Regions from separate parts of the Mus musculus genome. Here all the other regions are linked to region 3. A link is a contact called in public HiChIP or PLAC-seq data. All regions are on one chromosome and are shown on one strand. Each heading gives the region's core, a stretch centred on a gene start, on an enhancer-like site or on the middle of the called end of the contact. The rest is flanking DNA. Distances are from core to core; before and after follow the strand shown. Region 1 holds the start of 4930453N24Rik (RIKEN cDNA 4930453N24 gene). Region 2 holds the start of Cggbp1 (CGG triplet repeat binding protein 1). Region 3 has its middle 62 kb from the start of Pou1f1.

Region 1 (3,418 bases), core at 367-2,866, 690 kb after region 3:
AGACCTGCAATACATGTCTAAGGTAGTTATCATAAGGAAACCCTTGAGGTTATCTGCAAGAATTGTTTAGAAATAAAAGAACTGAAGTCAGAGGTCAAACATAAAACACATCTACAGAATGGCCTTCACATTTTTAGATCTGCATGATCCAATCCAGTAGCCACTTGCCACATGTGGATATTAAAACTTTATTCAAATTCACACAAAATTTGAAATTGTTCTTCGGTTTTACTACTATATTTCGAGATCTCAAAATCCAGATGTGGACAGTCGTTAGTATGGGCAATACAACAATATTTTCATCATCTCAGAAACCACCTTGGGCAGGGTTTGAATCAATGGCTCACCTGGGCATGATTTTCCTTCTCAGGGAACGTTTGTTAGCCTGGAGGTATTTTCACTTGTATCAAGTGAGAGAAGGGGCACACTATTCTTTGTGGAAATGTAGGGATGGTGTTAGGCATCCTGCAACCTCTACAGCAATAAATTACCCTGCCCCAAATCTCAATAGTTCTGTATTTAGAAAAAAAAAAAAAAAAACTCTAGAGCCGGGCAATGTGGTGCACGCCTTTAATCCCAGCACACGGGAGGCAGAGGCAGGCGGATTTCTGAGTTTGAGGCCATTCTGGTCTACAAAGTGAGTTCTAGGACCGCCAGGGTTACACAGAGAAACCCTGTCTAGAAAAACCAAAAAAAAAAAAAAAAAAAAAAAGAAAAGAAAAGAAAAAAGAAACAGAAGAAGAAGAAGAAGAAGAAGAAGAAGAAGAAGAAGAAGAAGAAGAAGAAGAAGAAGAAGCAGAAGCAGCAACTCTAATAGAAATCCAGTTTCTCCTTCTAATATTCATAACACAAATCACTTTCCACCCACGGTGTTTCCCCACACCAACCAAATGACTACTAACTGCATTTAGGGGACACCAGCCACTAATTCAAATCTAATGGCAGGCAGGTCCTGCAGCTAGAGGCGTAGTCCCAAGATTGTGTGGCACCCTGCCCCTCCAGCTCCACATTAGATGCAAATCTGAAGTCCCAGGTTGTTTCAAGTATACTTAATGACCAACCAGCTGGCAATTGAGGTTCAACTGAGATTCAATTAATTGGGTTAAATTAATTATCTAGCTATCTCAAAGGCGGAGAAGCAAGTTATAGTCCTTTTAAAACCTAGAGCGTTTCAAAGTGTAGTCTAATCTTTGTAGCTAAAGAATATCAAAGTGATGGCTCCCCTAACTCAGAAGCGGCTAGAAGAGGACAGACCTTCAAAAGTACAGGGGTATGATGGAAGCTCTCTTGGCCTCTCCACCCCTGCCTCCACCATCAGGCACGCGCGCGCATGCGCCGCACTTTAAGTCGCCCCTTCGGAGGCGCTCCCCCCCACCCCCCACCCCCAGGTTCGTTTCTAGCCCAGCCTCGAGTGGAAGGTGGATAGATGCTCAGGACACTTCTTTAAACCGCGAACTGTGGAACTCTACTCCAATAGAGGCCGGAGCCCCAAGTCGGAACCACATTTCCTCGCTGACTTTCTGAGCTAGCACTTCCGCCCAGAGAGGGGCTGGAATCTCCGAGACCCTTCCGGCGCTTGCGAGGGATTGAAAAGGCACTTCCGGTGTCTGTTGCCAAGGCGCCGGCCGGCCCGCGGGCCGTGAGGGCGACACTGGTGGCGTCGTCCTCTGCCCCCCATCCCCGGGGGCGAGATGTCGGGGCTCAGCCACTTAGAGTCGGAGGGCTGCCGAAACCTACTCGGCCTGCTGGACAACGACGAGATCATGGCCCTTTGCGACACCGTCACCAACCGCCTGGTGCAGCCTGTGGACCGCCAAGGTAGGCGCCGGCAGGGGCCTTGTCACCCCCAGGGGTCGGGTCCGGTCGGGTCCGGTCGGGTCCGGTTGTCGCCGAAGCCCAGGGAAGGCCTCCGGGTTGGCGCTGCACAGCTCTGCAGCCTCCCCGCCCGCCGGCCGAGCCGGGTCCCGGCGCGCTGGTGAGTCGGACCGTGGTACCGGCTGGGCAAACTTTTGCGGACATGCGGACCCGGATGAGCACCAGATGAGCCCATTCCCATGATTTTTAAGAGCATCCCAGAGTATGTTTCAGTTTTCAGTTTCGATCTCCACGGAGATCAGTCAGCTCCTGCTGTTTTCTTTCAGCCCGAAGGGAAATAATAAACACTATTTGTCAGTGTCTTAGGTAAATACCCACCGAAACAAATAAAAGGCGGACAGTTTTAATCCACGTATGTCAAGGAATGCTCAGCCTCTTCGTCCTACATTCATTCCTAGTTGGGAAGTAGCAAGACCACAGCTTCTTTTGTTTTTGTTTTTTAAATCAAAAGGTTGTATAAAAGACAAAACGGACATATGTACGTTGCATTTATAAGACATTAAAAATATCCTTACTAAAATACATTAGTGAAACGAATGTTGTTGAAAAGAAAGGGATAGAAAATGACAGACAAAACAAAAAGAAGAACACCCTCAAGCCTCCAAAACAAACCACCAAATTTAGTAGCTATTCTGAAATGGATGGGGAAAAGGTGATAGCGTCTTTAGGGAAGTTGGAAATAGGGGCATCAAAGATACTGTGTGTCTGTGGAATAAGATCTTTGGAAGGTAGATGTAATGAGTGCATTGTCTTTTTCTTTTTCTTTTTTTTAATTCTTGCTATTTTGCAGCAGTAGTCTATTTGAAAGATATTTGGTCTGTGCTTTCAGCCCAACTTTTTAGTTTAAAAACATCTTGATGCTGCTGTTTTTCAGCTTCGATTATCTGTAAAATCAGAAGTTTGACAACATTCCTTGGTATCATATATTGTGATTTTAATCATTTTTTTCAAGGTTTATGGATCTTAGGTATTTGGGGCATAGAAATACATTTTTTTTCTGGGTCAGAAATTTTCTGGGTCACTGTGTAGTCCTGGCTGTCTTTGATTCACTTTGTAGACCAGGCTGGCCTCGAACTCAAGAGATCTGGCTGCTTCTGCTGGGTCTAAGGGTGTGTACCACCACTGCCTAGCAAGGTAAAGGAAGTTTAAAATTTAAGGGATTAAAAAAGCAGACAGATGAGCCGGGCGTGGTGGCGCTCGCCTTTAATCCCAGCACTGGGGAGGCAGAGGCAGGTGGATCTCTGAGTTTGAGGCCAGCCTGGTCTACAAAGTGAGTTCCAGGACAGCCAGGGCTATACAGAGAAACTCGGTCTCGAAAAACCAAAAAAAGAAAAAGAAAAAAAAAAGCAGACAGATGGGTAAGTTCTTGCTTTTCAAGCCATAGGCCATGTTGTATAAAAGCAAGAATCAGGACAAGAGCTTAAATCATTTTCAATAAAATCAAAACTTTTGCTGAAGTTGGGCAAATTAACAAGTGCCTTGTAACTGTCTGTTATTTGTTGTTACTTCTTTTCCAGATGCTATTCATGCAATATTAGTGTAT
Region 2 (3,698 bases), core at 542-3,041, 610 kb after region 3:
CTATACTGAATAATTTTGTTAAAAACATGTTGAAGAAATACTTCAAGTATGTTCTGAAGAATTCGTTTTTATAAGTAACATTACAAAGCATGGAGTATCCCACTGCATTAGTCTACTTGCTGGGCAACACCAAGATTATTTCAACTTTGGTCTGTATTTTGAGCAAAATCTATGAACTCAAAGTAGGACTTAGCAATTCATGAAAATTCTCTAAGGCACAAAATGTCTAGAATTTCACATGCTTAATTTCTGTGGATTTCCACCCCACCACATCTTTGACACTCAAGGGTTACGTGTGAGATACTGTTTTAGGGCATAGGTTTTTCATGGCAGAAAAGACAGACATCATGATGAATCCCACCTAATACTCAGCAAATCCTCACTGCAAATGTCTGCAACTTCCACAAGTACTCTACACCTATGAAATAAAACCATTCTAGTAACAATTAAAGCTGTTATGAAAAACTAGGGGTGCAGTTAGAATTTTTCTTTGACTGCAAACTTACAGAAATGGGATCTGCAATTCTTGTGCCACGTGAAGCCTGAACTTTCCTGATCTTTTCTCTTGAAAGGTCTATTCTTGATACTGCCAATGAAAATAACCACCTCATAGAGGCGAGGAGGTTGGTTACGTGTAAAAGTGTTTCCAGAAGTCAGAAATATTTTAAACAAATGAGGAAGTTAAGATAGAGCACCCAGGGAACAAAAGCGAAACAGCCATTTACTACAGCAAAAGTAAACTGAGTTTTCAAGTCGAAATACTCACCAGCTTAATTTCCAGTCGGGTTTTTGTTTGTTTGTTTGTTTTTCCTTGATATTAAGTAGTGACAGTTTTCTGGATGCAAAACCACAGACGCATCCAATCCGAGCGACTTCGCGTTCGTTCAGACCCCGGAGACGCCTTCGACTCAGTTTTTCAACAGGTGGTGGTGGGGAAACAGTTCCTGGGCTTGCACCCTATTTTCCCGGTGGCGCCGGGAAGTCATGTCTTTACTGTAAAACACAAAAAACAAACAGAAAGGGAAGATGGTGGAGGGGCGGGAAAGGCAGGGCGCAGGCCCGCGGCAGAGCGGCTCGGGCCACGCTCTGCACACAGGTGTCTGTCTCTCTCCGCCTTCCGTGCGCGATCCCGAAGCTCCAGCCAGCCCCACGCCAGCTCGGCTCGCACGCCCCGGGGCGGGTGGCCCGGCGGCCCGCGCGCTCCGCAGGCCCGAGGCTCCGGTGGGGGCGGGGAAGGCGGGCGCGGGCCGCCGGACGTCTAGACAGCCTCCTCCCGCCGCGCCGGCCGAGGTGGCGCCCCGGCGCCGCGACCCCGCCTGCGGGCCGGGGCCGGGGCCGAGGCCGCGTCCCAGCCGCCCTCGGAGGGCCCCGGAGAAGTCCGCCGCACCGCCGCCGACTCCGTGGCTGTCCCCGGGGAGGGGGCGGCGGGCGCCGGCCGAGGCCGTCGCTGTCAGGCTGGCCCGGCTCCTTCCTCCTCCACCTCCGGCCCCGCCCCCGGTTCCCTCGCCCGGCCCGAAGGCCTGGGCTCGCCGCCCGCACCAACGGCCAAGCCCACCTTCCGCCTTCCCAGCTCTTCGGGACCGTAGGAGCGGGCCGCCGTTAGGGGAAGTGCACGAGCCCTCGCCAGGAAGGAAGAGAGGAGGAAGAAAGGGCAGAGCAACGGGATGAAGGAGATCCCGTTGCGGCCGCCGCTGCTTCCGCCGCTGCTTCAGCCGCTGCTCCTGCCGCTGCCACCGCCGTCGCCGCCGCCCGAGCGAGCTCCGCCGCGGCCGCCGTGTCCCCTGCCGCGCCCCGTCCTCCGGCGCGCCCTATGGCAGGGCTCGTAGGCGGTCCTCAGCAACCGCCGAGTAGTGTGGACCAACAGATGGCAGGCCTGGCAAACAGACGGCTAGTGTAACCAATAGGAAGGTAGGGCGGGCATGCCTATGATTGGCGGTGTCCTTCCTCCAGTGAAAACTGGGGGCGTGGGTGGGCGGAGCCGGAAGTAGAGCCCAGGCGAGTAGCCCTGTCCGGCTGGGGCGGAGGGAAAGGGGGAGGGAACTAGAGGAGGAGGAGGAGGTTAGCTGAGGCAGCGGCGGCGGCAGCGGCGGCGGCGGCGGCGGCGCAGGGGCTGGGTACGCGCTGGGCGGCGAGAGCCTCATGGCGGAGGAAGAGAGCGACCAAGAGGCCGAGCGCCTCGGAGAAGAGCTCGTGGCCATTGTGGAGTCCCCCCCGGGCCCAGTGGGGCTCCTAGCTGCGGGCGACGGCAGAGGGGGGGCCGGCGGCGGCGGCTGTGGCGGCGGCGTCGGGATCAGCAGCCGGGATTACTGCCGACGCTTCTGTCAGGTGAGGCGCCCGTCGGCCGCTCCGACTTGTCACTGGGCTCCCGGGCCTCTGCGTGGCTCCTGGCCTGCTGGCCCAGGTCTCTGCGTCGTGTCCGGGACCGGTCCTCCGGCGGGACGGAGAGGGAGTCTGGGAAGCCCCGGTCCCCTCTCTGCACCGCTCCGAGCTCGGCGATGGGGACGACGGGGAGTGGGGTTGGGGGTGACTTGCGGACTTGGAGGTGAGGAGAAAGTGAGTTTGTCGCGGCGGCGGTGGTGGTGGTGGGCTGGGAGCTGGACGGTCAACTGGAAAGCACCCCGTCCTGACATGCCTGTGCCTCCCTGCAGACCCTCTTCGTACCCCAGGGTCCCGCCTTTCTCAGGTTCACTACCCGGTCCCTCTCACTTCTGCTGGGCTCTCCCGTCTTTCTCTGTTACCCAGGTTCCCCCGCATTCTCTTTTTCAGAGACGCCAAGCATGCTATCACCCCACTGCCTGCCCTCCTGTCATCGCCACCCCTCCCCCTCTGCTAGGGTCGCCTGTCATTCCCTCACTAGGTCCCTCTGGACCAGTTCTTCCGTTGGCCTTGGCACTGTCCCACCGTTAGCTACTCCCCTCCCCCACCAGGTGTGTGTGTGTTGGGAGGGGGGGTGTTTTCCGTGTGGAACCTTATAGGAGTGATTGTCATCTTTCCCTTTTTTTGACCCCCTTCTCTGACAAGCACACTGTTTCCTAATTGTCTGACTACAGAGAAAGTCGTTTTTCCTGAAACTATTGCCCTCGTTACACCACCCCTCCCCCAGCCTTTAAATTACTCGTTTTTGGTTGGTCTGTTAAATTCAGTATCGGAAAAAGTGACAGTAAATTATTTGTTTCCTTTATTCTGCCGACTGCTTTTAAGGATTGCATGTAGTTTTTATCTAACTGTAAGCAAATATAGAAACAAGCTCCGGGTTTAGGGATAAAGTTTGGATAATCTGCGTTCTCATCTGCATGCATTTGTAATATAAGGGTTTTTTTTTTTTTTTGCATTCTTAACACTTGCTTCTTTAAAAAAAGATACTTTGTTTCTTACTGCCTTTTAAAAACTGTTTCTTAACCTGCACAAAGTATTCAAGCTCTGGCTCTTCCGTTTCTTATCTGTTACTTAACCTGTTACTTAACATCTGTGCCTCAGTTACTTTTTTGGTTGGAATAGTTGCTAGCTGGGTAAATACAGGAAAGGTTTGGATGAGTTAGCCGTTTATTTTCATTCTGGTCACAGGTGCGCAATAAAGTGAACACTGAGTGGGCATTAAATTTGTTGACATTTCATTTTATGCCTTGCCAAGCATTTAAGGAAAGAAGAGTAAGTTGATATTTTTGGATAAGTTACTGGTGATTAAATTTAAATTTTCT
Region 3 (3,452 bases), core at 755-3,254:
CCACTACCTAAAAGTTTACTAAAAGTTAAATTTCAAAATAAAAGAAACACACACCCTAAGATGTAGAGATTAGGAGAAAGTAGCTAATTTACGTACGGCACGAATCTTTTCTAAAACTATATGATAACTAATCTATTAGATGTTACCAGTTGCAGATAGATGTAAAGCAGTTTTCCTTGAAATCAAGATCCATCTTGATGTAAAACATCACTCTCAACATGCTATTTCATCATACAACGTATAATGAGCCCGTTTTTCTTCCACACACAAGCTGCTTGCAGCTTACAACTCAAGGACCAGGTCAAGAAGGCAGGGAAAGTGAGAATTTCTTTCCCTGCTAACAACATGGCCTTCACCCCAATGACGTGTGTGTTAAACTTCTGACACAGAGACATGCATTTGCTCTCACTCTCAAGAGGAGCAAAATTTTAATGAAAAGAAAATTCTTAAATGTTAAGACCATGTCTTAACATTTAAGTAAAAAGTCAAATACATTTTTAAAAAATCATTTTTTTTTCTGAAACATAGGCTTTCTGGTGAGGTTTCATTCATTATGCTCTCCTGATTTTTACTCATTATTACTATATATAACTTCTATTATTATATAACATTTAATATGAATAATATATATATATGTGTGTGTGTGTGTGTGTGTGTGTGTGTGTGTGTGTGTGTGTGTGTGTGTGTGTGATTGTTATTAGGAGGGGAGGTGGGAAACTATGGCTATAGCTCTTAATGACAAGACCTGAGCTGTAACCACTAGTTCTGTGCCATTGCAATAGACACATATCTTCTATTCTTTAAAGCTATAGTGAGAGCTATGAATATAAAACCTGGTTGCTTTATCCATCATTAAACTGCCCCCTCACATCCCTACTGTAATCACTTGATCTAAAGCAACCCCCATCTAATCTATTTGAACACTTGGCACTGGTTTGCAAAGTTGTGATTCCTTGGGCTGCAGAAATGCCTCAGCTGTTATGGGAGCTGATTATTCCAGAAGTATTAGGTTAGATTCCCAGATCTTACTTGGTAGCTTACAACCATCAGTAACTCCAATTCCCCTCTAATGCCCTCTTTTGCCTCTGCAGGCATTGCACACACAAGGTGCATAAACATGCATGCAAGTAAAACACCCATACATATAAAACATATATACTAGGCTGTTGATCTTTTATACGTGGAACTGCTCTGGAAAAGGTGCATTAATATTTGGTCAGCCTTATTGTTTACAGACCCTGATCTGCTTCTTGTCTCTTCTCTGTATTATGTCTCAATGAGTGCAAGTACCGTCTATACACTCCCAGTGCTATGGGGCCACCACTGTCATACCTGTCTTGCTAGCATGAATTGTAACCTGCCAAATTGTAAATCAAAGTGAACATCCACTGGTAGACTACAATTTGCCGGATATTTTCTCAGGACACCAAGGAAAGTAACTCCTATGCCTACTCTTTCTAATAAGTTATTTGTGCAAGAGGAATGAGAACAAATGTGAGACACCAATCTTTTTGTCAAAGAAAAAAAAACATAGAGTCCCCTCACATGCAAGTAATAGAGTTGATCAGTTATTTATTTCTATCTATTTACCTCTAGACAGAAAATCAAACCAAATATGAATATATACTGTTCGCAACCAGAACACCAGTAAATGTCCTAAGACTTGTGGAGAGATGACACTCAATAGATCTTAGCTCTGAGTTAGAATTGCTATGTCTGAATGATAGGAATGGGTTGGATAATTAACTTGAATTGTCAACTTGGTACAATGTAGAATCATGAAGAAAGACAGACTTAGTAAGCCATTGTCTACACTGATTAGCCTGTGGACTTGACTGTGTGTTGTGGGAGGGAGAGTATCTTTTAAGTTAGCTTATAGGTGAAGACACAACAACCCTCTGTAGGCAGCATCATACTCAAGGCAAAAGATCCAGAACTACGTAAGAATGGAGAGCACACACTTAGTGCAGGCAAGCAAATGAGCATGCATGTTTCACTTCTCTCTGCTCTTATGTGCCTATCATGTGACTGGATGATTCAAGATCCTGTCACAGAGAAGTAGACATAATGATAGATTGTAACCAGAATCTATAAGCTAAGTCCTTTCTTTCTTAAGTTGTCTTTTCAAAGGTGTTTTATCATAGCAACGAAATGAAACTAGGAAAGCGAGCAACAAAAACTTCCTTTTATACATACTAGGAGAGACCTAGAATTTTATTCACTAAGTATCTGGTCATTCAGCTGTATGAGCTCTTATCTTTTCTTAAAACCCAATTTCTTTTCTTTAGTGGCTCATATATAGATATGACTTAAATTGGATCTGTACAAACACCCATGGAAGGAGTTACAGAAACAAAGTTTGGAGCTGAGATGAAAGGATGGACCATGTAGAGACTGCCATATCCAGGGATCCACCCCATAATCAGCATCCAAACGCTGACACCATTGCATATACTAGCAAGATTTTATCGAAAGGACCCAGATGTAGCTGTCTCTTGTGAGACTATGCCGGGGCCTAGCAAACACAGAAGTGGATGCTCACAGTCAGCTAATGGATGGATCACAGGGCTCCCAATGGAGGAGCTAGAGAAAGTACCCAAGGAGCTAAAGGGATCTTCAACCCTATAGGTGGAACAACATTATGAACTAACCAGTACCCCTGAGCTCTTGACTCTAGCTGCATATGTATCAAAAGATGGCCTAGTCGGCCATCACTGGAAAGAGAGGCCCATTGGACACGCAGACTTTGTGTGCCCCGGTACAGGGGAACGCCAGGGCCAAAGGGGGGGAGTGGGTGGGTAGGGGAGTGGGGGTGGGTGGGTAAGGGGGACTTTTGGTATAGCATTGGAAATGTAAATGAGCTAAATACCTAATAAAAAATGGAAAAAAAAAAAAAACTTCCTAAAGAATAGTTGTGCAATACTTAAAAAAAAAAAAAAAAAAAAAAAGGTATGTCTTCCTCTCAGTTCCTTATTCCACATAGATTTTAGTGCATAAAACTGAGTAAACCATCTGCTTGAATAAGTTACTGGCTTAGGAGTTTTTCACACTGACCTCTGTTGGTCTCCTGGGGTCTTTGAGTGTGTGTAACTTCACTACAAAGCTACATTTGAATTTTTTTAAAAAAAATATAATTCATTCTCTTTTTCCTTTCCACCCAGCGTGAATAATCGAGAATTCATGGTATTATGGATTTTTAAATGTCAGGGATTGTAAAGCTGTCCTGCCTATTACAGTAAGACTTCATTAGAGGCTATCATGTATTCAAAGTAGTGTGTAATTCAAAGCAGCTGTGTATCCCAGCTCCTCTCTTCCAGATGTACTATTGTCCTCTAAATAAAAACATCATACAAGCCAAAAAAAAAAAAATTGGATCTGTACAATTTAAGACGTCATTGTTCATGGTGTTCTGTTCATGGTATTCACTATTACATAGTTTGTAGGAATCCTAA

Evidence for each region. HiChIP or PLAC-seq counts read pairs in DNA pulled down with a chosen protein or histone mark.
Region 1: a contact with region 3 is called in an H3K4me3 HiChIP or PLAC-seq map of bone marrow-derived macrophages, with 6 times the contacts expected there. The contact joins the promoter of 4930453N24Rik here to the enhancer-like site in region 3. A contact is called at or near these places in 5 of 39 promoter capture datasets (the 3T3-L1 cell line, the HPC-7 cell line, cranial neural crest and 2 more), 1 of 484 Hi-C or Micro-C datasets (B cells), 11 of 115 datasets of contacts at active chromatin or transcription factors (bone marrow-derived macrophages, cardiomyocytes, embryonic basal ganglia and 6 more) and 4 of 9 other capture datasets (adipose tissue, embryonic stem cells, liver and 1 more).
Region 2: a contact with region 3 is called in an H3K4me3 HiChIP or PLAC-seq map of bone marrow-derived macrophages, with 5 times the contacts expected there. The contact joins the promoter of Cggbp1 here to the enhancer-like site in region 3. A contact is called at or near these places in 13 of 39 promoter capture datasets (the 3T3-L1 cell line, 3T3-L1-derived adipocytes, the C10 cell line and 8 more), 1 of 484 Hi-C or Micro-C datasets (bone marrow-derived macrophages) and 9 of 115 datasets of contacts at active chromatin or transcription factors (the 230-238 cell line, the NIH/3T3 cell line, bone marrow-derived macrophages and 5 more).

Annotation. Positions count from the first base shown.
Region 1 is chr16:64,769,137-64,772,554 of GRCm38.p6, reverse strand. It overlaps 4930453N24Rik (RIKEN cDNA 4930453N24 gene), which reads left to right and starts at 1,616. Exons shown (of 3, transcript NM_026273.2): 1 at 1,616-1,818; 2 at 3,393-3,418. The coding sequence starts at 1,692.
Region 2 is chr16:64,850,094-64,853,791 of GRCm38.p6, reverse strand. It overlaps Cggbp1 (CGG triplet repeat binding protein 1), which reads right to left and starts at 1,791. Exons shown (of 3, transcript NM_178647.3): 1 at 1,556-1,791; 2 at 767-993. It overlaps Zfp654 (zinc finger protein 654), which reads left to right and starts at 2,069. Exons shown (of 9, transcript NM_001347245.1): 1 at 2,069-2,325. The coding sequence starts at 2,140.
Region 3 is chr16:65,456,958-65,460,409 of GRCm38.p6, reverse strand. No RefSeq gene overlaps it. Among named protein-coding and RNA genes, the nearest start is that of Pou1f1, 62 kb to the left of the region's middle. Within about 2 kb of position 2,004, at least 11 of the 459 cell types and tissues checked have an H3K27ac peak or open chromatin away from gene starts, as enhancers often do. A contact at or near this core is called in bone marrow-derived macrophages and macrophages, where this site is marked.